Linked DNA regions of Ovis aries: region 1 is linked to region 2. The links are chromatin contacts, called in public Hi-C maps. All regions are on one chromosome and are shown on one strand. The core of a region is the stretch at or near the end of the contact, and the rest is flanking DNA. Distances in the headings are between cores, read along the strand shown.

Region 1 (5,710 bases), core at 3,138-5,637, 83 kb before region 2:
GCGACCAGAGCACGCACACACGCACGCGCCATGCACATTTATTTGTTCGGCTTGCCAGGTTTTCGTTGCGGCATGTGGCATCTCCGATTTTCGTGGTGGCATGCAGAATCGTCTGGTTTAGGAGCGTGGGAGCTCCTGGTTGCGGCGCGTGAGATCGAGTTCCCTGACCAGGGCCCGAGCCCGGGCCCCTGCATGGGGAGCACAGCCAGCCACTGGACCCCCAGGGCCGTCCTGCCGTCTTAGCCATTTTAAAGAGCACAGGTCACGACATTAAGTACATTCACACTGTTGTGCAACCACCGCCACTGTCCATCTCCAGAATGTTTTGTCTTGCAAAACTGAAACTCTGTACCCATTAAATGCTAACCCCCCTCATTTCCCTCCTTCCCTGGCAACTCCCATCTGACTTCCGTCTCTACGAACGTGACTACCTTCGGGCTCTCACATAAGTGGGATCACACGGTATCTGTCCTTCCACGACCGGCTTCTTCCACTCAGTGTAACAGCCTCCCGGTTCATTCCACCTGCAGCAGGTGTCAGGATTTCCTTCCTTTTAAAGGCTGAATAATAGCTCATCAAACATATATGCCACATTGGGTTTATCAATTCATCTGTTGCAATGCTATTTTCCATTTTTTGAGGAACTGCCAAAACATACTGTTTGCTATTTTTTTCTTTTTGGCTGCACCGTGAGGCATGCGGAACTTCCTCTGACCAGAGATCGAACCCCTGGCCCCTGCAGTGGAAGTGCAGTTTTAACCAAAGACCCCCGGGGAAAGTGTTAATTGCTCAGTGGTGTGCGGCTCTTTGCGACCCCATGGACTGTAGCCCACCAGGTTCCTCTGTCCGTGGGATTCTCCAGGCAAGAATACTGGAGTGGGTTGCCATTCCCTTCTCTAGGGGATCTCCCTGACCCAGAGATTGAACCCAGGTCTCCTGCATCTCAGGCAGATTCTTTACCATCTGAAGCCCAGAGTGTCTCTCGCTTGTCCCATCTAGGATCCAAACAGTCCTCCCTGTCCCAACTTTCACCTGCCACGCAGGGCTCCCCCTTGCCTGAACCCCTAGTTGTCTCATCCATCCCTCACACTGGGCTTCCCAGGTGGCTCAGTGGTAAAGAATCCACCTGCCAATGCAGGACACATGGGTTTGATCTCAGGATCAAGAAGATCCCCTGGAGAAGAGGATCCAAAATTCTTGCTGGGAAATGCTACGGACAGAGGAGCCTGGCGGGCTATAGTCCATGAGGTTGTAAAGAGTCGGACACGAACTAGCAACTAAACCACAGTAATCCTTCAGATTTGCTCTGAGAGGCAGTAGCTCTCATAAAGCCCATTTCATGGCAGAAAACTGAGGTTGGAGAGCAGGAGTGTTGTGCCTGGTGTTCACCCAGCAGGGGCTGCCCTGGCCCTCCTCCCTCGAAGCTCAGAATGTTCCCAGCTGCTCCCCCAAGCAGTTCCCGCAGAGCCCATCCCCCACCCCGCCTGCAATCAGGTGCTGAGAGCATTTCCCATCCCACTTCTGGCTCTGCTCCCTTCCAAGAGAAACAGGTTGCACCTGGCACGGCTTCCCAGAAGACCCAGGGCAGCAGGAGTCCAGCCACGTGAGTGGGTGTGTGTGGAGGCATATGGTCACATTGCAGCCCCCACCATACCGCTGCCTGGGGGAGGGAGGGACCCTAGATCCGAAAGTGAGGGCTGGGGAGGTATACCAAGCACACAGTGCTGGAGCCAGCTGGACCTGAGAACAACCGGGACTCGGCTGCTTGCCATCTGTCTGGGTGACCAAGGGAATCTTAGCCTCAACCCATCATCTGGAAAATGGGCTCACAATGGCCCTTAGGAGGATTCTGTGAGGGGACTGGGAGCTGGTTGTTGGAGGGGGGCATGTGTAGCGCAAGGTCCAGCAGGCAGGCAGAGCTAAAGCATGCAGGCATTTCATTACAGCAGGGTGGGACCACCTTGCCCAGCTCTACAAGCAGATCTTCCTATGGCGAATTGACTGCCTAATGAGCAGGGGCACATCCCGTCCTCAGCCAAGAAAATCAGATCATAGCACAAGGCTCCACCATTTGAAAATTTAAACATCCCCCCCCCCCACCAGAAACCAGCCCCAGGACACTGCCACACAGCTAAAAAATCTTTTTTTTTTTTTTGGTAAGTGAGCTGAAATTCACATGACATGAAACGAACCATCTTAAAGTGAACAAACAATTCAGGGGCACTTTGTGCATTTACAAAATTGTGCAACCGCCAGCAGTATCTAATTGTAGACCATTTTCATCACCCCAAAAGGGAACCCTGTTCTCATGAGCAGTCCCTTCTCGTAACCCCTCCCTCAGCCCCTGGAGCCACTAGGCTGCTTCCTGTCTTGATGAATTTGCCTCTTCTGGACGCTTCATATAAATGGAATTATGCACTCTGTGACTTTCTGTATCTGGCTTCTTTCGCTCTGGGTGATGAATTTGAGGTTCATCCACACTGTGTCTTGTATCAGGCTTCATTCATTTTTATGGCTGAGCAATATTTCCCCGTATGATGGACCACGTTTTGTTTACCTTTCACCCATCAATGGGTATTTGGTTTGTTTCCACTTTCTGGCTACTGTGAAAATGCTGTTGTGAATATTCATGTATATGTATTTGTTTGAGTGGGGCTTCCCAGGTGGCGCAGTGGTAGAGAACCCACATGCTAATGCAGGAGATGCAAGAGGCCTGGGTTCGATCCCTGGGTCGGGAAGATCCCCTGAATGAGGAAACGGCAACCCACTCCAGTATTCCTGCCTGGAGAATTTCGTGGACAGAGGAGCCGGGCGGGCTGCAGTCCACGGAGTGGCAAAGAGTCGGACATGATTGAGCACGCAGACCCAGATGGCTGAGGCCCCACAGAGGTAGCACTGATTTATGAACAAAGTTCCATATTTCACTCACGTCTCTTAAAAATGAAAGAGGAGATGAAAGCCAGCGGTTCCCTCACCTCTCACCCCATTGACCCTCCCTGTGTTCTGCACAAAAGCTCTAAACTTGAGCCAGTGAGGGAGATATGGGCCCAGCAGGCAGGGGCTGGGTCCTCCTGGAGAAATCGTCCTGGGACCCTGGTTTTCTGCGGCATCTTGGCCCCTGCCTCCACGGGCGGGGAGGTGTGGACCACGTCCCTGAAGCCAGAGGGCAAAACAGCGGCAGGGCCAGCGACCCTGTCTCAGACCTCAGCTGGAACCTGGAGATGCATCACTGACCCCCGTCCCTCCCTGCTTCTCCCTGCAGAGCCGCCAGACTCAGGCACCAGGGCTCAGAGGACCATAGTGGAGCCAGTGAGAGTCAGAGGTGAAAGACTGTTTTGAGAATCAGAGTGAAATGAGTAATATTTAATCACAGTGTATCCTTCTCATAAAGCAGTAGACACAGTGACTGAGCAGGACACAGCAAGGCAAGAGAATGTGTCACGCTTATACAAAATTGAGGATGTTGAGTTATGACTAGAGGCAACTTTAATTTTATACTCTCTGCCAAAATGAATTTTATTTCCTAGAAAATATTATTCCTTTTATTGCCTATAATTTAAAATGTGCATACACACATATATATAGCTTATTATGTGAATGAACTAATGTTATTATTTTGGTTGCAATAAAATCTATTTTGAAATTTAAAAAAAAAAGTTCCCCAGATCCCAGGGTCTCAACCAAGAGGGAATAAGTCCTCTCCCAGGAGCTCAGGTCTTGGTTGGCAGATCTAGGAGGAAGTGCCAGGTTTCAGAGCCATGGAATCACCCCCTCTTGGAATCTCAGCTTCCTTTTCTGTGAAACAGGGAGAGTGTCACTTGACTCTAAGCCTTCACACACTGTTCCCTCAGCCTGGTCATCCCTTCCATGCCTTCTGCCTGATGAACTCCTACATATCCGCTACACCCTAGCTATGACACTATTCCTCCAGGCAGTCATCCTAGACAGACACCTGGATTCCTCCAGCCTCCTTCTAGCTGAACCCTGAGCCTGTAGGGCTGTGTGTGCAGGGGGCATCTCCCCCAGACTGGGGGCTCCTTGACGGGCAGGCTGGGAGGGCTAGGGTGGGGAATGTTAAGTGAAAATGAAGCCACCACTATCCCCGTTTGATGGATGAGGATGACTCTGAGAGGGACTCAGCTCCTGAGGGTCACACAGTCACGGTAGCTGCAGAGCCGCAGCCCCACTCGGGGTAGTCGGGCTCCACTCCATCTCAGAGCTTGAGAGTGGACCTAACTACCCAGCACCCTCAGTGGGCTGCTCACCCTGACCCCCTCCTGGGTCCCTGCAGCCCCTTCCCTGGGGCCTAGAACAGTCTGTCCCCTTGTTACGGGGGGTGTCCTCCTGGTGGCCCCAGGGTCACAGATAAGGCCACTGGGCCCAGCTATCAGCAGGAAACATCTTGGCAGGACAGGAAGCCACGGCATTGGCCCGCCGCACCCTCGGCAGCCTCAGCCTATCCGCAGCCTGATATTTTGGGAGCCGCTATATAAACCCTGACTGGGCTGCCAGTTGTTCCCGGGGGAAGCACGAAGCTTCATGTTCCTCGGCAGCCCTGTGGCCCCTGGGCCAGATGCTCAGAGCGGGGTGCACCAGAGCGCCAGGCTCGCTGGAGAGGCCGGGGCCTGTGTGCGCGATTCCCCCACCCCATTCAATCTCAGTGCTGCCCCTGGCTGGCTGAGCGACCCAGGGCAAACGACTTCGCCTCTCCGGGCCTTGGTGTTTCCCTCCCCATAGCTCTCCCCGGTCCTGTCCCAGGAAACAGCGTGCGCTCAGTTGCTCTAGTCCTGTCCAGTTCTTTGCTACCCTACGGACTCCAGCCCACCAGGCCCCTCTGCCCATGGGATTCTCCAGGCAAGAGTACTGGAGTGAGTTGCCATGCCCTCCTCCAGGGGCTCTTCCCAACCCAGGGATCGAATGCGCATCTCCGGTGTCACAGGCAGATTCTTCACCGGCTGAGTCACCAGGGAAGCCGCTCAGGAAACACTCACCGGTCTCCAACCACACTCACAGGTTCTAGAGCGTTTCCTGAGGTTTCTCGGCCTGACATGGCATCTGCCGACACCTGAGGGCCAACCCTCCCCTGCTCCCTCCACACCATGGGAAGTGCCTGGGAATCCGCCTTTTATTTTTTGAGTTGCGAGTCAAGTTTTATTGGGGACAAAATGAGGACTGCAGCCCAGGAGAGAGCACCTCTGCTTCCCAAGAGGCTGGGAGTGGGGAGGTCAATATATGTGATTTGGGTGAGTGGGGAGCTCAGGAATCTGCATTTTAAACTAGCCTCATACAAGCTCAAGCTTCTCAAGTTCAAGGACACCCCGTTGGTTCCAAGTCTCCAGGACACCTCACCTCCCCCGGACAACCACCCAACCAGACCCCAAACAACCTCTGGGTCAGAGAAGCAACATTCCAAGGACGTGGTCGCAGTTATTCCCATCTTACAGAGAAGAGAACTGAGGTCCAGAGTGGAGAAGGGACTTGCCTGAGGCTGCACGGCGGGCCAGAAGCAGGGTGGCATCAGAACCCAGGCCCAAGGTCCCCTCCTGCACCCCACGCCCCTCTCAGGAGGCTCAGAGGGGCTGAGGATCGCTCCAGAGGCCACACAGCCCGCTGATGGTGGGGATAGAATTCAAACCCGAGCCTGCGTGCCCGCCCCCAATCCCCACCCCTGATCGACACACAAGGGAACCAGCCCAGACGCAGCAGCTAC
Region 2 (5,537 bases), core at 1,685-4,184:
GGGAGGGATTGGGGGCAGGAGGAGAAGGGGACGACAGAGGATGAGATGGCTGGATGGCATCACTGACTTGATGGATGTGAGTCTGAGTGAACTCTGGGAGTTGGTGATGGACAGGGAAGCCTGGCATGCTGCGATTCATGGGGTCGCCAAGAGTCGGACACGACTGAGCGACTGAACTGAACTGAATTGAACACTGTTGTATATGATACTATAACAGTAGATACATGTCACTATGCATCTGTTGCAACCCAGAGAGTGTCCAACACAAGAGTGAACCCTAAGGTAAACTGCAGGCTTGAGTTAATAACATTGTATTGACATTGGCTCAATAACGATGTATCGATATGTAACAAACATATCTAACGCAAGGTGTTAATAACAGGGGAAGCTGTAATGGGAGGCTATATGGGGACTCTTTGTACTTTCTGCTCATTTTTTCTGTAAACCTGACACTCCTCTATAAAAATAAAGTTCATTCGTTAAGGCAGGAGGGGGTGGGAGATGAGCCAGAGCCCAGCAAGAGGAAAGTGAGAGGACTGAAGGCTTGGTGGAAGGCACAGCGAGTACCAAAGCCTGGGGGGCAGGGGCAAGGTAACGTGCTTGGTGTGTTTAGAACCTGCAGGGAATCAAGAGTAGGGAAGGAACAGGGATGGGCTGGAGAGAGCTGTAGGACCTCTCTGAGGGGGAGGATGACCCAGGGGCCATTTGAGCCGAGGTCTGCAATTGCCTGAGAATCACACAACCTGGGAAACAAATTCGCTTCCCTTCGACTTCCGCTCATTATCGTTTGGGGAAACTGAGGCCCAGAGCATGTCAATGAACAAAGCAATCAGCCATTCAGGTAAGGCCACAGGATCTCATCAACACTTCCACCAAAGGAGAAGCATCTGCAGGACTCTTACAATATCCCTGTGAGGGTAAGGCATTATTATATTCTGTGAGCTCAGAGAGGCAAAGCTACTTGTTCGAGGTCACACAGGGAGTGGTCAGTGGCTGGCTGAGCCTCCACCATCACAGTGGCTGGCTGCAGGAAGCATGTTGGAGCTCAACTTGAAGTCATGAACTGTGATGGACTGAAAGCACCTCTGGGTGCCCCACAGCTGGCAAACAGGGCTTATCAACAAGTGTTTGCCTAATCCACAATCTGATGAATCATAATAGGATGGCACACCCCTGAGGCTCCTTCCAGCTGGGAGGATCCAGGACTGTGGACCCCAAAGAGGGTCTCTTGGCATCTGCGGGATGGCAAGGGGGTCCCCCTGCAGTGGCCCTGGCTTTGGGGGGGGGGGTCCAGACTCTATCCGTGACAAAGTCTCCGGACCCCAGGGAAGGTTTTCAGGTTAGGAGCTGCCTGCACCCCTCCCCGCCTGGCTGTGGGACACTACCTGATCATGGACACCTCCAAGCCTGAATGTGAGTGCTGGTATCAAGAGGCCAAGGCTGGATACCGGCTCCAGGTTACACCATGAGATACTCTCCCTTTGATAACCACTTGGCTCCCCTTCCCCCCACATCTTGACTCACACATCTCCTCTTGGGTGAGGTTCAAAATTCCACACATTCTCTCTCTCCCCGTCTCACACACACTCACGACCTATCTCCAGCCCCTGCTGCTGCTGCTGCTGCTGCTAAGTCGCTTCAGTCGTGTCCGACTCTGCGCGACCCCATAGACGGCAGCCTACCAGGCTCCTCCATCCCTGGGATTCTCCAGGCAAGAACGCTGGAGTGGGTTGCCATTTCCTTCTCCAATGCATGAAAGTGAAAAGTGAAAGTGAAGTCGCTCAGTCGTCTCAGACTCTTAGCGACCCCATGGACTGCAGCCCACCAGGCTCCTCTGTCCATGGGAGTTTCCAGGCAAGAGTACTGGAGTGGGGTGCCATTGCCTTCTCCGGCCCCTGCTTTCCCCTAAATAGCTGTTCATTTGACATCTCCTCCCCACCCCCCACCCCTCATTACAGTGAAAGCCTCGAAGGCAGGGATTTGTCTGCCTGTTGGCAAATGCGTTTCCAGTGCCCACAGAGAACAGCACGCAGTAACAGCAGAAGGGACAGTCCCTTCCTGGCAGGTCCTCAAGCATGGTGTGAGGCACCTAGGGGGCCGTGTTTAAGAGGCTCCCAGCGGAGGTTTGTTGCCACCGGCCCCGCTGTTCTGGGTCTATATTGTCAGATTCCTTGTCTTGAGTCTCTTCACTTACATGAGTCAGAAAAGGCACCAAGCCTGTGGACAGCTGTCAGACCTCAAGCCTCTCCCAGCACGTTCGGAATCTCAGTTTCCCCTCCCTGAAGGGCTTCCTTGAGACGGAGCCTCTCAAAAACTTAACACTTCTTGGTATCATCATGCGAGCAGAGTGGTGGACCTAGCAGTAGATCAGGGCTTGGTGGGTCCCAAGGAAATGAGTCGCTGAGTCTCTCCATCCATCATGAGTCCAGGGAACACCACCCTGAGCTCGCCGGACCCGTTACCCCCATCCATCAAGGATTTGGGGGACCCTTCTGTGACTGCGGGGCCCATCTCCCCATCCGTCAGGGATCCTGGTCCATTCACAGTCCCGGGTCCCCGACGCTATTCCCCGCTCCGGGTCCTCCCTGTCCTCACGCAGGCGGGAGCCCACGAAGGGACAGCGGGGATCCCTGAGCGTCACGCTGCTGTTGTGCGGCGTGTGTTGACGCCGTCGCCTGGGAGACGGGCGGGGGCGGGCCCGGGGGGGGGGCGCGGCCTGGCTGTTGGCGCTCGGGGCCGAGCCGGCCGTGCAGGGCCCTGGCGGCCTCAGTGGCCACGGCCGCCGCCGCCGCCCGCCGGCTTATATACCGCGGCTAAATTTAGGCTGCGCCCGGAGCTCGTCCCCATCCGGGACGCGTTTCCGCCGCCGCCGCCTTGGCCCGGCCCCCGCGCGCGCCGCGCCTATAAGGCTTGGGCGGGCCCGGCCGCGGCCCGCAGAGCCGTCCCCGCCCGCCCGCGCCCCGACCAGCCCGGCTTCGGGCAGCCTCTCACCGGTGTCCCGAGTCCGCGTCAGCCCCAGGTCCCAGCCATGGCGCTGAGCGAGCCCATCCTCCCGTCCTTCTCCACTTTCGCTAACCCGTGCCGGGAGCGCGGCCTGCAGGAGGTGAGGGCGGCAGGGACCGCGGGCGGCGGGGGCGGCTGGCTCAGGGTAGCAGAACGTGGGCTGCGGGGTAGGAGAACGCAGGCGGCAGGCACGGCGGGCTCAGGGTGATGGAAGGCGGGTAGCGGGCCGCGATCCCCACCCCACCGCGCGCTCACTCCCGCGCCTATCGCCCTGTCACCCGCAGCGCTGGCCGCGCACCGAGCCCGAGGCAGGCGGCACCGACGACGACCTCAACAACGTGTTGGACTTCATCCTGTCCATGGGGCTGGACGGCCTGGGAGCTGAGTCCGCCCCGGAGCCCCCGCCGCCCCCGCCGCCCCCGCCGCCCGCGTTCTACTACCCGGACCCCGGCGCGCCGCCTCCCTATGGCGCCCCCGCGGGCGGTTTGGTGTCCGAGCTGCTGCGGCCCGAACTGGACGTGCCACCGGGACCCGCGCTGCACGGTCGCTTTCTGCTGGCGCCGCCGGGCCGCCTAGTGAAGGCTGAGCCCCCCGAGGCGGACGGTGGCGGCGGCGGCTACGGCTGCCCGCCCGGCCTGGCCCGCGGACCACGGGGCCTCAAGCGCGAAGGCGCCCCGGGCCCGGCAGCCGCGTGCATGCGAGGCCCCGGGGGCCGGCCCCCGCCACCGGCCGACACGCCACCGCTCAGCCCTGATGGCCCCGCGCGCCTGCCTGCACCCGGCCCGCGCGCCCCCTTCCCGCCTCCCTTCGGCGGCCCGGGCTTCGGCGCGCCCGGGCCCGGCCTGCATTACGCGCCGTCCGCGCCCGCCGCCTTCGGTCTCTTTGACGACGCGGCCGCCGCCGCGGCGGCTCTGGGTTTGGCGCCACCCGCCGCCCGAGGTCTCCTCACGCCGCCTGCGTCTCCGCTGGAGCTGCTGGAGGCCAAGCCCAAGCGCGGCCGCCGGTCCTGGCCGCGGAAACGCACGGCCACGCACACCTGCAGCTACGCGGGCTGCGGCAAGACCTACACCAAGAGCTCGCACCTCAAGGCGCACCTGCGCACGCATACAGGTGGGCGCCGAGCACGGGCCGGGGACCACTGCGGGGGCGCGCTAGCGGAAGGGCGTGCTTAGGAACCCCCAGAGGGCGTAGCGCGAGGGTTGGGCAGGGGGCGAGGTCTTAGAAAGCCCCCTGGGGGCGTGGTTCGGGAACCGGGGGCGTGAGTGCGCCCCTAGGATCCTCCTGGGAGCGTGGCTCGGGACTTTGGGCAGGGGTGAGCACTTAGGAAACCTAGGGGGACCCTGTGTCTCGGACTGTTGCGGAGAGAGTGCAGGCTTAGGGGCCCCCTGGGGGCGTGGCTCTAGACACCGAGGAGCGTCCGGACAGGGTGCGCCTCGGACACCCGGGGAGTGAGGATCGCGAGACCGGGGAGTGAGGGATCCTGTGCCTAGGATGCCTACGGGTTCAAAAAGTAGCCGGGAGCACTTCGGAGAGCTGGTTAAGGGTAGGATGTGCGCACCCGAGTAGCCACTAAGCAGCGGGGTGAGTACCGGAGGAAAACTAAGACCCGCTCTCGCCCTCTCCCTGCAGGCGAGAAGCCCTACCACTGCAACTGGGAAGGCTGCGGCTGGAAGTTCGCGCGATCGGACGAGCTCACGCGCCACTACCGCAAGCACACGGGCCACCGGCCCTTCCAGTGCCACCTGTGCGACCGTGCCTTCTCGCGCTCCGACCACCTGGCGCTGCACATGAAGCGGCACATGTAGCCCGGACGCCCCCCACCCCCACCCGCGCGCGGCCGTGGCGGGTCCCACGCGCCGGGCACGGCCCCCTTCCAAACTGTGACTGGTATTTATTGGGCCCAGAGGACCGGGGCCGGGCACAGCGTGGCCACCGAGGGGGCGCCCCTCCCCTACCGCCCCCCCCCCCACGATGCCCGACCCCCAGCAGAGACTGAAGGCCCGGTGGGAGAAGACCACGATCCTCCTTGACGAGTTTTGTTTTCAAAATGGTGCAATAATTAAGCGTCGTCTTCCCCCAGCCCCACCGGGTCTACACTAGAGGACCGAGGCTTGATGCCTTGTGAAAAATAACGCCTTAACTCGTACTGTGCAACGGTTTTTATAATATTGTACATAGAAACTGTGACATATTGTATTATTGTAAATAAGACAAGTGGGCATTTTGACTACCTAGTAGAACATTTTTATAAGATTTTGCTGTTTTTTTTTTAATTAAAAAAAAAGGTTTTGCATCGTTTGAAAAAAAAAATCACAGCTCTGATCCGGCCTCTTGGATAACTGGGGGCTTGGGACACTTGGGAGGGGTGAGAGGATGTGGGGACAGGCAGCTTTTAGATGGAGGACAGCCTGGCAGAGTCTGGGTGAGGGGGAGGGGGTCCTGCCCCAGCTAGCACCCAGGGTTGCCAGTTGCAGCCCCCAGCTGCCAGGAACCTGTGGGTTTTTCTATAAATTTAAACACTACATTTTAGGACT

Evidence for each region. Hi-C and Micro-C count contacts between places; a contact is called where the count stands out from the background.
Region 1: a contact with region 2 is called in a Hi-C map of liver, with 2.9 times the contacts expected there. The contact joins the enhancer-like site here to the promoter of KLF2 in region 2. A contact is called at or near these places in 9 of 16 Hi-C or Micro-C datasets (blood, hypothalamus, liver and 5 more).

The regions. Positions count from the first base shown.
Region 1 is chr5:6,549,403-6,555,112 of ARS-UI_Ramb_v3.0, reverse strand. No RefSeq gene overlaps it. Among named protein-coding and RNA genes, the nearest start is that of AP1M1, 51 kb to the left of the region's middle. Within about 2 kb of position 4,387, at least 8 of the 54 cell types and tissues checked have an H3K27ac peak or open chromatin away from gene starts, as enhancers often do. A contact at or near this core is called in liver, where this site is marked.
Region 2 is chr5:6,465,001-6,470,537 of ARS-UI_Ramb_v3.0, reverse strand. It overlaps KLF2 (KLF transcription factor 2), which reads left to right and starts at 2,934. Exons shown (of 3, transcript XM_015095770.4): 1 at 2,934-3,103; 2 at 3,288-4,113; 3 at 4,633-5,316. The coding sequence starts at 3,029. The coding sequence ends at 4,808.